Linked DNA regions of Mus musculus: region 1 is linked to region 2. A link is a contact called in public ChIA-PET data. All regions are on one chromosome and are shown on one strand. Each heading gives the region's core, a stretch centred on a gene start, on an enhancer-like site or on the middle of the called end of the contact. The rest is flanking DNA. Distances are from core to core; before and after follow the strand shown. Region 1 overlaps Gga1 (golgi associated, gamma adaptin ear containing, ARF binding protein 1). Region 2 has its middle 4.6 kb from the start of Cyth4.

Region 1 (5,988 bases), core at 3,140-5,639, 300 kb after region 2:
ACCAACGAGCAGCGGCCTGGACGACCTGGACCTCTTGGGGAAAACCCTTATGCAGCAGGCTCTGCCTCCGGAAGCCCAGCAAGTGCGGTGGTGAGGGCTGCCACTGCCATGGCCCTCCCTGTCCCAGCAAGTCAGCGCTTCTGGGCCCAGCAGGGAATTGCCCATCACTGTAACTCCTGGGAGTCCAGCAAGTTTGATCACCCACTGTGACAAGGGTGTGCCCAGGGATGGCCCCACACTACATGCATTCATGAGAATGGGCCACATCCACTGACCTGCATGCCCCTCGAGTTCCCAGTGCCCTAGGAAAAGATAGAAGGGGGTTCAGCATGGGAGGATGCTGAGGCAAGGAGTGGGGGGGCTCCCCCTGCGGATGGGGGTTCTCAAAGCTACCCACAGGTACAGAGCTGGGTAGCCCACTACAAAATCACGTGCTAATACACTGTCCCAATTAAGGGAGAAGCAGCAGCCAGCCCCCCGGCTCACCCTCCGTGACCTGCAGAGTAAGAGCAGCTCGCCCAGCCCAGGAGCCGCCAGCCTCCTCCACACCACGTCCCCAGAGCCCCCTGGGCCTCCACCTCAGGCCACACCCACTGAGTTCTCCCTAACCAGCATCACTGTGCCCCTGGAGTCTATCAAACCCAGTGAGTGGGGAGGGGTGGGAAGGGCCAGGCCAGGCCAGCTCTTGTCCCCAGAGCCTGATGACTCCGATGTTACCCTGCAGTAGGGCCTCCCCATCCTAGAGTGATGAAAGGCTGCTTTCTAATCTCTGGGTTGCACAGGAGAGGGCTTCTTAGAATTGAACCCTGACCCCCTCGTTCCCAGGGAGGGCAGGGGCCAGAACTAGAAGGCTCCTTATGATTATAAAATAGAGCCTCAAAGAAGGATCCAGGAGGAAGCCCCAGGTATTACCCAGGAGCAGTAGGTAGCAGTAGGTAACATTGGCTGACTGACTTAGAAACTGTGACCAAGAAGCTCAAGTCTTCCCTGTCCTCCTTAGCACTAGAACTGACTCTGACCCCAAAGAATGCATGACCCACACTTTGAACAGAGCCTGGGAAGGGCCTGGCTGTGACTTGGCTCCAGGGTGGGCATCCTGCCTCTAAGAGGCCAGCGCCTGGTATGATCTGACTCCACCCACTGACCGACCTCCTACCCGTCCTCCCACAGGCAGCATCTTGCCAGTGACCGTTTATGACCAGCATGGCTTCCGTGTCCTCTTCCATTTTGCTCGGGACCCACTGCCAGGGCGCTCCGATGTGCTGGTGGTGGTGGTCTCTATGCTGAGCACGGCGCCCCAGCCCATCCGGAACATCGTTTTCCAGTCAGCCGTCCCCAAGGTGAAGGGCAGACCAGGCAGGCCTTCCTCCCTCAAGGCAGGGGGACTTTAGACCTGGTGGGCAGCCTGCTGCCTGGGCATGGTATCTCCTTCCCTGGGGAGCTGGGGAAGGGGTGGGGAGCCAGAGAGACCCCTGAGACTCTGGGAAGGGAGCTGCCTCTGCTGTGGTGGCTGCCTGACCAGCAGTCACCTCCTGCCCCCAGGTCATGAAGGTGAGGCTGCAGCCACCTTCCGGCACAGAGCTGCCAGCGTTCAACCCCATCGTCCACCCCTCAGCCATCACCCAGGTCCTGCTCCTTGCTAACCCCCAGAAGGTGAGGGCCCAGCTCTGACGTGGCAGTGCCCCAGGGTGGCGCTAACCTCCCTTCCCCACTCTGACTGCTGTGCTTGTGCCTCAGGAGAAGGTTCGCCTCCGCTACAAGCTCATCTTCACTATGGGCGACCAGACCTACAATGAGATGGGAGATGTGGATCAGTTCCCCCCACCAGAGACCTGGGGGAGCCTCTAGGACAGAGGGGCTGGAGAGAGGAGGGGCAGCAGGACCTGGACCTGTTCATCCTGTGCTTCTCTCCCTCCTGTGGCCCCCAGTGACTCTTCCCCCTCCCTCTTCCCCTGCTGAGCCAAACCCAGCAGGAGGCTGCGCCTGGGTCTGCCATAGCTGCTGGGACCTCCATCACCAGTGGGAGCCTGGAGCAGGGAGGGGCCGTATGCCCTGGAAGGACTCTGGGGTGAGGGAAGGAGGGGGGCTGTGAGGCCCAGCCCTGAACCCCAGCCTGAGGTGGGGTCGTCCTCACCTGTCTTTTATGCCTTATGGAAAGGCCCAGCCATAACTTGGAGGCCATGCTGGAAACTGGGACCAGCCCAGGCCTCCTCTGCGGGGACCCAGTGACTGGGTGGGGGTGACGCCCGCGCCCTAGCTGTGTGCACTTGGTGTGTGGTCTGGCTCGTTGCTTTTCTTTTGGAATGGCCCTGTGGTCACAGAGCTGAAGGAGCTCTCCACTCAGCCCCCGGGGCCTCCAGAGGCCTCCCTTTGCTCTCAGGCTCCCACGGGCCATGGAAACTTGAAAGCAGAGCCAGAGGACATGCCCCCTGGAGGGCCATGGAACTCCCAGAGTTCCATGCTCCATTATCACCTTCTGCTGGGGCCTCCCGGGAGCACCTCACATCTGCCCACCCTCCTGTGGTCAAGTAGGGTCAGGATGGGTGGCAGTGGGAGTATTTATGAAAATAAAGTGACTTTTTTCCTGGATTAGCTGCTCTTGTCACCCTTGTGGGTTAAGGGAGGTAGGGAAGGTTCGGGAGGTGGGGGCCTAGGGACTGCCCTATAGATCCATGCCCAGCTCCCACCCATCCCAGCCCCTCAGCCCTGGGCCAGAAGAGGCCCTACTGGGGGCCTGTGGCTGCTACTGAGTCACTCAGGAAACACTGGTCTGTGGTGCCCAGAGCTGTTTTCGCTGAGGATGAAGGGGCCACCAGGAGGTCTGGCTGCTGCAGAAGTCAAGGGGAAGGTCCCAGCTGCTCGCTTCCTCCTGCACTCTGCAGCCGGTCTTGTGTTTCTCCCTGCCCGACACACGGCTTTCTCCAAAGCCCTGCGCTCTGCCTACTCTTCACCCGGCGTGGTAAAAGGCTGGTCCCAAGCAGGGTGCAGAAACCACCCAGCGAGGACAACCTGCCAGTGGGGTGCGGTGAGGAGCTGCCTTAGAGCCCCATACTGCAGGAAGACAGCCCCCGCAGTTAGAGGCACAGGCTGCCCACTCTCCCGTGAGCCGCTGACCTGCTACAGGCTCCAGGAAGTCCCACATCTCAGGAACCACTTTCACTTTGTCTCATCTGGCAGTTCCTAAACCAAGGTTGGCTACTAAAACCCTTTCCTTAAATCCTGTGGACACCTGGATATGACACAGCTCTCCCAGTCCCACAGGACTGACACCCTGTCAGGCCTACATTGGACAGTGACGGAATCTCAGCGTGGACTGTAAAGCAAAAAGACGGGAGGCCCCACTCCTTCCAACCAGACCCTGCGCATGCTCCCCCCTGAAAGCTGATGGCCTGTCCTAGCAACCATCCTTCCTCAAAATGGCCTCTACTTCCCACCTGGGACCTCAGAAATGTGTTTCCAGTAGAATCTCGTTAGATGGCCAGTGGATAGAGGAGGTTTGCCATGGGGTTGTGGGACTGTGACTTGGAGAAGTCCCATGAACTGGGTGTTCTGGTTCCAAAGTCACTGGCTAGCTCTCCCTTTCTAGGAGCCTCCTTTGAAAAGGCCACAGGGTTGGGACCCAGGGAGCCACCCCTCCTCTGGCTTTGTCCTCATCCATCTCTACATCTCCTGAGCCAGATATGGCCTGTCTCAGAACCTGGTAGGAACCTGGGAGACTGGAGCCCCAGTACGGCACTCCGGAGAGCTGGGGGACAAGGGGGTGTCCCTGGAGTCTGCATCTGCCTTAGCATGGATACCCCGGGAAGTACTGTCTCTGTCTTAAAAGATGAACTCCATGACCACACCAGAGCAGTGGGACTTCCCAGACCTCAAAGCCACACTTCCACTTCTGGGACACTGACCAGAGCCAGCAGATCATTCTGCAGTAACCACAGGGCAGGCTGCTCATCTGCGATGAAACCAAGGTGACAGAGGCCTCTGCTGCCCTGGCACACCTTCTGTGGCCTCTGCTACCCCATAGGGCAGCTGAAGGGAGCCACCCACCCTGGCATGCTGCCTGCAGTCTCCCCCTCTAGTCCTCAGAACTGCCCTGAGAGCAGGAGACTGGACCAGCTCCATCAAGATGGTAGACTGTTCTAGGCACCTGAGCCAGCTCTCCTCCAGTTTTAACACCAGTCCTGCCTTGCTCCCAGCTGGGACCAAGCACACATTTCCCCCAGGGCTAGCAGCAGAAGGGAGGAGTCCTGCCTCAGCCCCACCCCAGGGTTCCTGGAAAGGCCTTTTGAACTGTGGAAGTGGGGGTGGGCAAGGGAGTTACCAAAGCCCAAGGAAAACATACCTTGCTGGCTGCTGTGGGCAGAAACCACTTGGAGGCTTTCTAGTATTGCCACAGTCAAGCCATGTGGCAGCGTCTCAACTGGTAGGATGAAGCCAACAACCTCCACCCTAGCCTGCCTATGGCTGCCCTGACCACATCCGCTCAAGTCTCATTAGCAGATGCCACCCAGACTGTCATTGGGATTGCAGGCCAATCTGTGTGGAGACCGGTCAGTCCCTCAGCGGCCATCGTGAAGGCAGAGCAAAGGCCAGCCTTGAAGGAGTTTCCAGGCAATGCCATGTACACAGCAGAAAGACAGCAGTAACGGCTCTTAGGAGTTAGGTCTGCTCTGACCTGGCCCCTACCACACATCTGTGCACATCTGGGCCAAGAGCCAGGGTCTGCACATCTGCCAAATGGAGGCATAGATACCCACCTTAGGGAAGGATGACCCACGGGACCCACCAGTAAATTCTACTGTCCTAAGGCAGCCATACATATTACAAGGGCACTAAGGCAGGGGTAGTCAAGGCTCTTCTCTCCCAAACTTTTGGTGTTTGAATAAGAACAGCAGACAACACCAGGCACTTTTCTAAGAATTTTACATGCTAATTCATGTAATCCAATTAAGCCTGTAGCTTGTGGCTGAGGGGTGAGCGATCTTATCTAAGGTCATTCAGTTTGTGTGCAGAGACACCCCCCACCCCCCACCCCCAAGCCAAATGGCTGTTCTTTGGGGAATGTAGGGAATCACAGATCTGATATCCTCTAAGTCAGTCCCAACAGACTTAGTACTGAGCTACTTAGCCCCAGAGGGCTGAGCCATGCGATAGATAAGGTGAACCTGGGTGATACTCCAGCCCGGGCAACCAACTATTAGTTTAGGGAAGGGCCCAGGGAGAGGTTGGCTCTGAGTGACCTCTGAGATACTTCTGTGCAGTTCTAAAGTCCATGATCCTTCGAGCAAGCACTTCTCGGTTGCATATGCCTGTAATATCTACTACTGGAGAGGCAAGAGTGTCACAAGTTCGAGACCAGTTGGGCACAATTATGGTGGAAGGAGAGAACCGACTCCCAGGTATTGTCCTCCGGCTGCCCGGAGAACAGGGGCTGGTGGCAGAGCGCTTGGCAAGCAAGCATGCACAAAGCCCTGGATTCATCTCTAGTACATGACCAAAAGACACATCCCCACCAAGAGAGCCTGACCCAGCCATGACCCCAGCATTTACTAAGCAAAAACTTGGGATTACAACATCTTTTGAAGGAATAGCGTATGGTTCAAGCTTCAGGGCTTTCCACCTTCAATGATTCAACACCAAGGTCACCCAGCCTGGAAGTATAGCAGCTTTATCTGGTCAGATCCAGAAGGCCCCAGGTCTGGCTGCAGGAACAGCAAGAGCCAAGACAGGAGGAAGGGGCGGGGCAAGAGCTTGGATGGGTTGATAATACACTCTAGTCATTTCTTAACAAAAAAACAAAAAAGAAACCTGCTATTTCAGCCAAGGGAGCTGTCCCCTCCCCAGGCTAGTTAGGGCTAGGCCGGGACAAGCCAAGAAGGCGTAGGGTATAAGCCAGGACTGCCTTGAAGTACCTTTCAGACCAACCCTGGACATGAAGGCAGAAGCACCGTAGAGATCAGAGACTTCCCTGGAGGCATGAAGGTGCTAGCC
Region 2 (5,936 bases), core at 1,190-3,689:
TCAGAGTAATCCCCCAGAGGCATGCATGGCCAGAGCCCATCTCCCTCTTGATTCTAGATCCCATAGAGTTGACCACAGATAACAACCATTCCAAGCTCCTTCTTGACACCCTGGGGTGAGACTGCCTTCACCCAAGCCTGACAGAGGCAGTCTTTTCAGCAAGCAAGAGCAGTAGAGCCAACAGCCTCAGAGTGAGGGTGTTAGAACCCCTGCTTCACACCAGGAAGTGTGAAGCTTGCGGCTTAGCTCCCATTGCAGTCCGGGGCCAAGTTGAGAGGGAGTGTTACCACACCCAAGGGCATAGAGAGGAGATTCCAACCTTTTGAAGCTGCCACTTGCCTTTTGCTGGTGTGGAGTGGGCATCTGTGGGCTGTGGGAACACAAGAGCCATTTGTCTATTCAATAAATAGCACAAGAATGGGCTAGCTCCGGACAGTCCCAGAGCCTGCAGCAAGGGGTGGGGGAGGGGCAGAGGGTCTCACGGGCTGAGGGTACAGGAGCCACTGAAGGGATTTCGTTTTGTTTCCTTTGAGGAGCTTGTTGGAGTTTTGTCGGTTTAGGGACAGCAAGATGGCTCAACAGATAAAGGTGCCTGCTGCCAACTTGGATGACCTGAGTTTGAACCTCAGGACCCACGTGGTAGAAGGAGAGAACCAACTCTTGCAGGTTGCCCTCTGACCATCACACACATGGCCAGGCACCCACATGTTCCTCTGCACACATACCCCAAAATAATTTAAAATATAACCAAGTTGTGTTTGTTTAAATTGCAGCAAAACAGGCACACAATTTACCTTTTTTTTTTTCTAGTTCGAAATGTGTATTTCCTTACCGGGAGCATTCATGACAGGCAACCATCCCTACCAGCCCTTTCTAGAATGGTCTACATTGTTTTCTTCCCCCTCCCTGGTACCCATGATCTGACGCCCCAGGAACCTTATGCAGTGGAACCCTGCAGTTCTGTCCTCTGTGGCTGCCTTACTCCCTTGACCTAGTGTCTGCACAACTTTTCCATACTACCACCCATGTCAGATGCCTTCCTTTTCAGAGGTGAATAATATTCCACGGTATATTCCATGGTATGTGCATGCCATATGCCACAGTCCATACATGTATTCATTCATCCGTGGACACCTGACTCCACCCTCTGGCTTCCGTGAGCATCTATGGCTAAATAGCCATCGGAGGTCCACTCTCAATCCTGTAGGAGGGTTTAAAGTCTAATTAGACTTGAGTTTTAGACAACCACTTCAGATACTGTTAAGTGGGGACACAGGATGGGATGGGGAACCAAAGGGCTGCTGGGGCTGTCATCGTTGGGAAGGTGGCAGTGAGCCTCAGGGTTACGGTGTCTGTCATGCCGATCAAATCATGTCTCAGCAACTTCATTTTCATTTAAGGTTTACCTTTATGTGTGTTTGTATGAACAGGGAAGTATGGATGCAGTACCTGAAGAGGCCAGAAGGAGGCGTTATATTCCCCCAAAGCTGGAGTTTCAGAAGGTCAATTATCTGGGAACCAAACTCAGGTCCTCTGCGAGAGCAGCAACAGCTCTGAACCACTAAGCCACTGCCCCTGCTGCATGGCCACCCTCCTGCCTGAGTTCTGTGCACACGGCCCTTGCCTGATTTTATTATTTTCTCTCTTCCCCATGTCATAAATTCTAAGGTGAAATATCTGAGCAACGGAAATGCTAAATGCTGGAACTGATCGTCACAGGATAAATAACCAGCTGACCTCTACCCCGAGCCCCTCCGTAATCTTCCCTCTCCGTCGCTTCTCTGCAGCCCAGTTCATCCGATGGTCTCCAAATGACATTGAAGTGTGGCCCAAGGGCTCCCTAATCTTGTTCTTTAATTAAGAATCAGATGATGTTCATTGCAGGGACACGCTGTGTGGGTCTGAAGAGTTTTAGGGGACTGACTCAGGAGATGAGAGTCGATTGCATCTCAAGGACACTCCAGCTTAAGAACAAGGAAGATACGGGCCCTGAATAACAACGACCCTCCGAGTCCCTGGCACCCCCATTCTTCCCCGCGAGAACCTTCTGCAGATCTGAGCCCTCTTAGATGATCTTGGGGGAGGGGAGCAGCCTCTCTCTCTTTCCCATCTTTCCCTTGAGGAAACTGGATACCCACCCCACCCCTACCCAACTCCAATTTCACAGATACGTGTTGTTCGAGCAGAGGGCCTGGGGAAAGGGAGAGAAACGCACAGCATGTTGATGCCTCGAACTTCTGGTCTGGCCCCACTTAACTGCGGTCACCTTTCTACATCTAGCCTGTTTTTTCTCCTCTTTCCCTTCTTTGCATACTGAGACTCCGCCTCCCAATGACCACTCCCACCACATGCGCAGAAGCTAGCCACAGGAAAGGTGATGTGCCAAACTCTGGGGGTGCTGAGGCTGACCCAGATTTGCCTGAGCTTCCTGGCAGCTAAGGCAAAAAGGGAAACAGAGCAAGTGACTCAGTTCTCCACTCTGCAAAAGGAGAAGCCTGCTGGAGCCCTGGTGAGGCAGATTTTCCTGACAGCATGCTAGAGAAAAGTTCTGGGGTGGGAGGCTCCCGGTGATGTCAGACCCATTCATTGCTGAAGGCTACAGCCCACAGGATATGCTGACATCACCACAGAAACAGGAGGGAGCTTGGGTTCCATCCACCCGAGCACAGGTGTGAAAGGGCTCCAGATCACTCATGGGGGAGAAACATACCTTCATGAGAGCCTCATGGGATATGGCTGCAGCTTCGGGGAGTCATCTGCCCTGAGCATCTTTCCTAAATCTCAACAAAAGCAAGCAAGACCCTACCTGTGCCCAGGGATTAAGTGCCCGGGAGCCAAGGAAGGCACAGTAGTGACCAGCGTCATGTTATTGCCGCCATTGCCCCACCCCCACCCCGGAGCTTCGATGAGACACTGCTGTGCCTCATTTTAGAGAGAAGGATGCTGGGCCTGGAGGGTCACAAAGGCTCAGAGCAGGGACACCGAGGGTGGAGACTGGAAGGTTCTCAGCATTTCATGAGCTGCGGCTGACACTGTAGCTCACAGCCGCCACGTGCCTGCCGCCTCCACATACAGCTGTACCAAGCGGTACAGCCGCCCTCCTTTTCCCATCAGCCATATCTGCTAACAACAGACCACCGCGCAGAACTGGTTAACAGGCATTTCTTCAGAGGAGTGGGGATGGACAACCTCCTCTCGCCTGAGGCTCCTGCCCCTCTTCCCAACCACTTGTGGATAATCGTGGCCTGATCACACATGGCCCCTGGGGGGCTGGGGAGGTGCTAGAAGAGTATAGAATGAGGAGGTAGAGGGGATTCCAGCTACGAGGCCGCCATTATCCACGCTGGATGAAGACTTTCAATGCAGTTGCTTTGGGTCACCCCTGTTCCTGCAGACAGCCCCACACCCTGGCTCTCTAAGTTCACCCAAGAAACTCACTAGTTCTCCAGGGTGAACTTCAGGGGGACCCTACTTTGGGCTACCTGTGGGTCTATAGGAGAAGGGGGTGGACGTTTCTATCTCCCTAGAAGGAGCTCTGGCATCAATTCCCACGTGCAGTGGGACCCCGGGGCCCCGCTCAAGCCTGCCATTCTTCTGCTCTGACAGCCTAGGCCTGAGCCAGACACAGTGACCCCTCTCCCCATAGCCCAGGCCCAGTGACATCTCCCTACTTGAGCCCTCTGTCCCAAGGCCTTCCCTTGCATGGTTCTGGCGGTCCTCCTCTAGGGAACTATGTGACACTTCATCTTTCTTTTTTCTTATGTTTAGTATTGCTTGTGGTGGGGAGGGAGGAATGGGCCCTCACCCATGCCAAGGTCGGAGGATGACACTGTGACTTCTGTTCGCTCTCTCTCCACCTTGTGGGTTCCTAGGACTGAGTCCAGGTCATCGGGCTTGCACTGAGCCATTTTGTGAGCCCCTATTTAGTGTGTGTGTGTGTGATATTGCACACTGGATCTGTGGGCTCTGAGGACAGCACACACACACACAAGTGAAGGCCAGGGTATTTTCCTCAATCTCTCTCCACTTCTCTCTCTCTCTCTCTCTCTCTCTCTCTCTCTCTCTCTCTCTCTCTCTCTCTCTGTTGCTCTCTCTCTGTCGCTCTCTCTCTGTCTCTCTCTCTCCTCTCTCCCTCCCTCCCTCTCTCTCTCCCCCCCCCCCCCCCCCCGCCTTGCTACTTGTGGATCAAGATGTGAGCTCAGCTGCTCCAGAGCCATGCCTACCTCCCTGCTGCTGTGTTCCCCACTACAGTGGTGATGGACTGGTACTGTGAGCCCAGTTAGATACTTTCTTCATTAAGTTGCCCTGGTCATGGAATTTTGTAACAGCAACAGAAAAGTAACAAAACCCATGAGGCTGAATGTGGGTCCTCCTGCTCTTATAAAAAGTACTTCACTAACTGAGATGTCTCCCCAGTCCTCATATTTAAGTCTTTCAAAGGCAAAGGTCCCTTCATCTCTGAGCCTGACACACCTGAAGGGAAGAAAAGTCTTGAGCACGCTCTAACCCCATACTGTCCTCGGACCCCACAGATCCGGTGTGTGCAGCCTCTGCAGACCCAGATTTTGAAGCCCAGGTCCTAGAGACCCAGCACTGCCCTGAGACAGGGTGGTGGCCTGAACCCAGGCCCTGAGTCTAGGATAGGCAGCTAGGCAGCCCTTGCTTCTCCAGGGCTCTTGGGTGCAACAGACACCGAAGGCATGAACCCACAAACGCCACAAGAGCAGCAGGGGTGGGTGCACGTGTGAGGAGCACGATTTCTGAAGGCTCTACCATCTGGTTTTCCATGGCAGCCTGCCACCCCAGCTGACAAGTGTCACTTAGAAGACCCCATGTCCAGACAGGTGTCTCCACAGAGAACAACAGTTGGAGGTTGGATCTCAGCAGGAAGGTCTGTAAACCTCACTCTCTGGGTCTGTAAAATGGGACCAGAGAAGACTTCCAGACAGGACCTCAGTTTCCAGCATTGTGATCCCACGGTGGTTCTCTGCCTGCCCATGAAAGCTAGCCCTCCTCCCCAGATCCTCCTTGGTGACACAGTAGCAATGAGATGCCTGTGGCTTCTTCATGGCCACTCTCCTTGCTCTCCTCCCCTTGTCTTTTCAGTTTTTGAGATAGGGTGTCATGTAGCCCAGGCTGGCCTCTAACTCACCAATATAGCCAAGAATGACTTTGAACTCCTAATTCCTCTTGCTTCCACCTCCCAAATGCTAGCACTACAGGTGTAGGCGCGATGCTCAGGTCTTCTTTCTGGCATCTATAGCCCCAGTCCAAACCCAGTCCTGACGCTCTAGGACTGAGCCAATCAGTCCCTCCTTCAGGAGGAGTTACATATTTACTATCAGGGCAGGGAAGCCATCTGAACTGTGGTTTGCCATCATTGTCCTAGTTGCTGTCTTAGTGTTTGTTTGTTTTCCCTGTTGCTATGACATTATATTCTGACAAAAGCAACTTAGTTTCTATTCTTCTCAGAGCTCAAAGGTACAGTCCGCCATGACAGAAGAGGCAAGGCAGCAGATTGAAGCAGCCAGTGAAATTCCACCCACAGTCAGGAAGCTGAGGAAGATAGATGAGCACACTGCTGCTGCTCAGCTTCCTGTCTCTGTTTATGCAGTCCAGGAAGCCAGCCAGGGAATGGCGCCACCCACAGTGGGCAGGTCTCCCCTTCCTGATTAACAAAAACTAAGATGACCCCCACAGACATGTCCAGAGGCCTGTCTCCCAGGGGGCTCTAGACTCTGTCAAGTTGACAATTTACACTAACCACCCTGATGATCACCCAAGTCATGGTCCCTTTAATGACAGGCACTGGCTCCTCCTACATAATGTAAACTGATCGCCATTGCGGTCAGATGCTGCCCACATTAGCTAATGACCAGTAATCCTGGGAGGGGTCTCAGGGGCGGGAGAAATTCCTAAGGGTGAATTTCGATGTG

The links. ChIA-PET counts read pairs in DNA pulled down with a chosen protein or histone mark.
Region 1: a contact with region 2 is called in an RNA polymerase II ChIA-PET map of effector CD8 T cells, with 16 read pairs. The contact joins two enhancer-like sites. A contact is called at or near these places in 1 of 484 Hi-C or Micro-C datasets (embryonic stem cells), 1 of 115 datasets of contacts at active chromatin or transcription factors (effector CD8 T cells) and 3 of 9 other capture datasets (adipose tissue, liver and pancreatic islet).

Annotation. Positions count from the first base shown.
Region 1 is chr15:78,891,997-78,897,984 of GRCm38.p6, forward strand. It overlaps Gga1 (golgi associated, gamma adaptin ear containing, ARF binding protein 1), which reads left to right. Exons shown (of 17, transcript NM_145929.2): 13 at 1-90; 14 at 457-644; 15 at 1,171-1,340; 16 at 1,543-1,653; 17 at 1,738-2,589. The coding sequence ends at 1,848. Among named protein-coding and RNA genes, the nearest start is that of Mir6955, 3.2 kb to the left of the region's middle. Within about 2 kb of position 4,390, at least 97 of the 459 cell types and tissues checked have an H3K27ac peak or open chromatin away from gene starts, as enhancers often do. A contact at or near this core is called in effector CD8 T cells, where this site is marked.
Region 2 is chr15:78,589,517-78,595,452 of GRCm38.p6, forward strand. No RefSeq gene overlaps it. Among named protein-coding and RNA genes, the nearest start is that of Cyth4, 4.6 kb to the right of the region's middle. Within about 2 kb of position 2,440, at least 53 of the 459 cell types and tissues checked have an H3K27ac peak or open chromatin away from gene starts, as enhancers often do. A contact at or near this core is called in effector CD8 T cells, where this site is marked.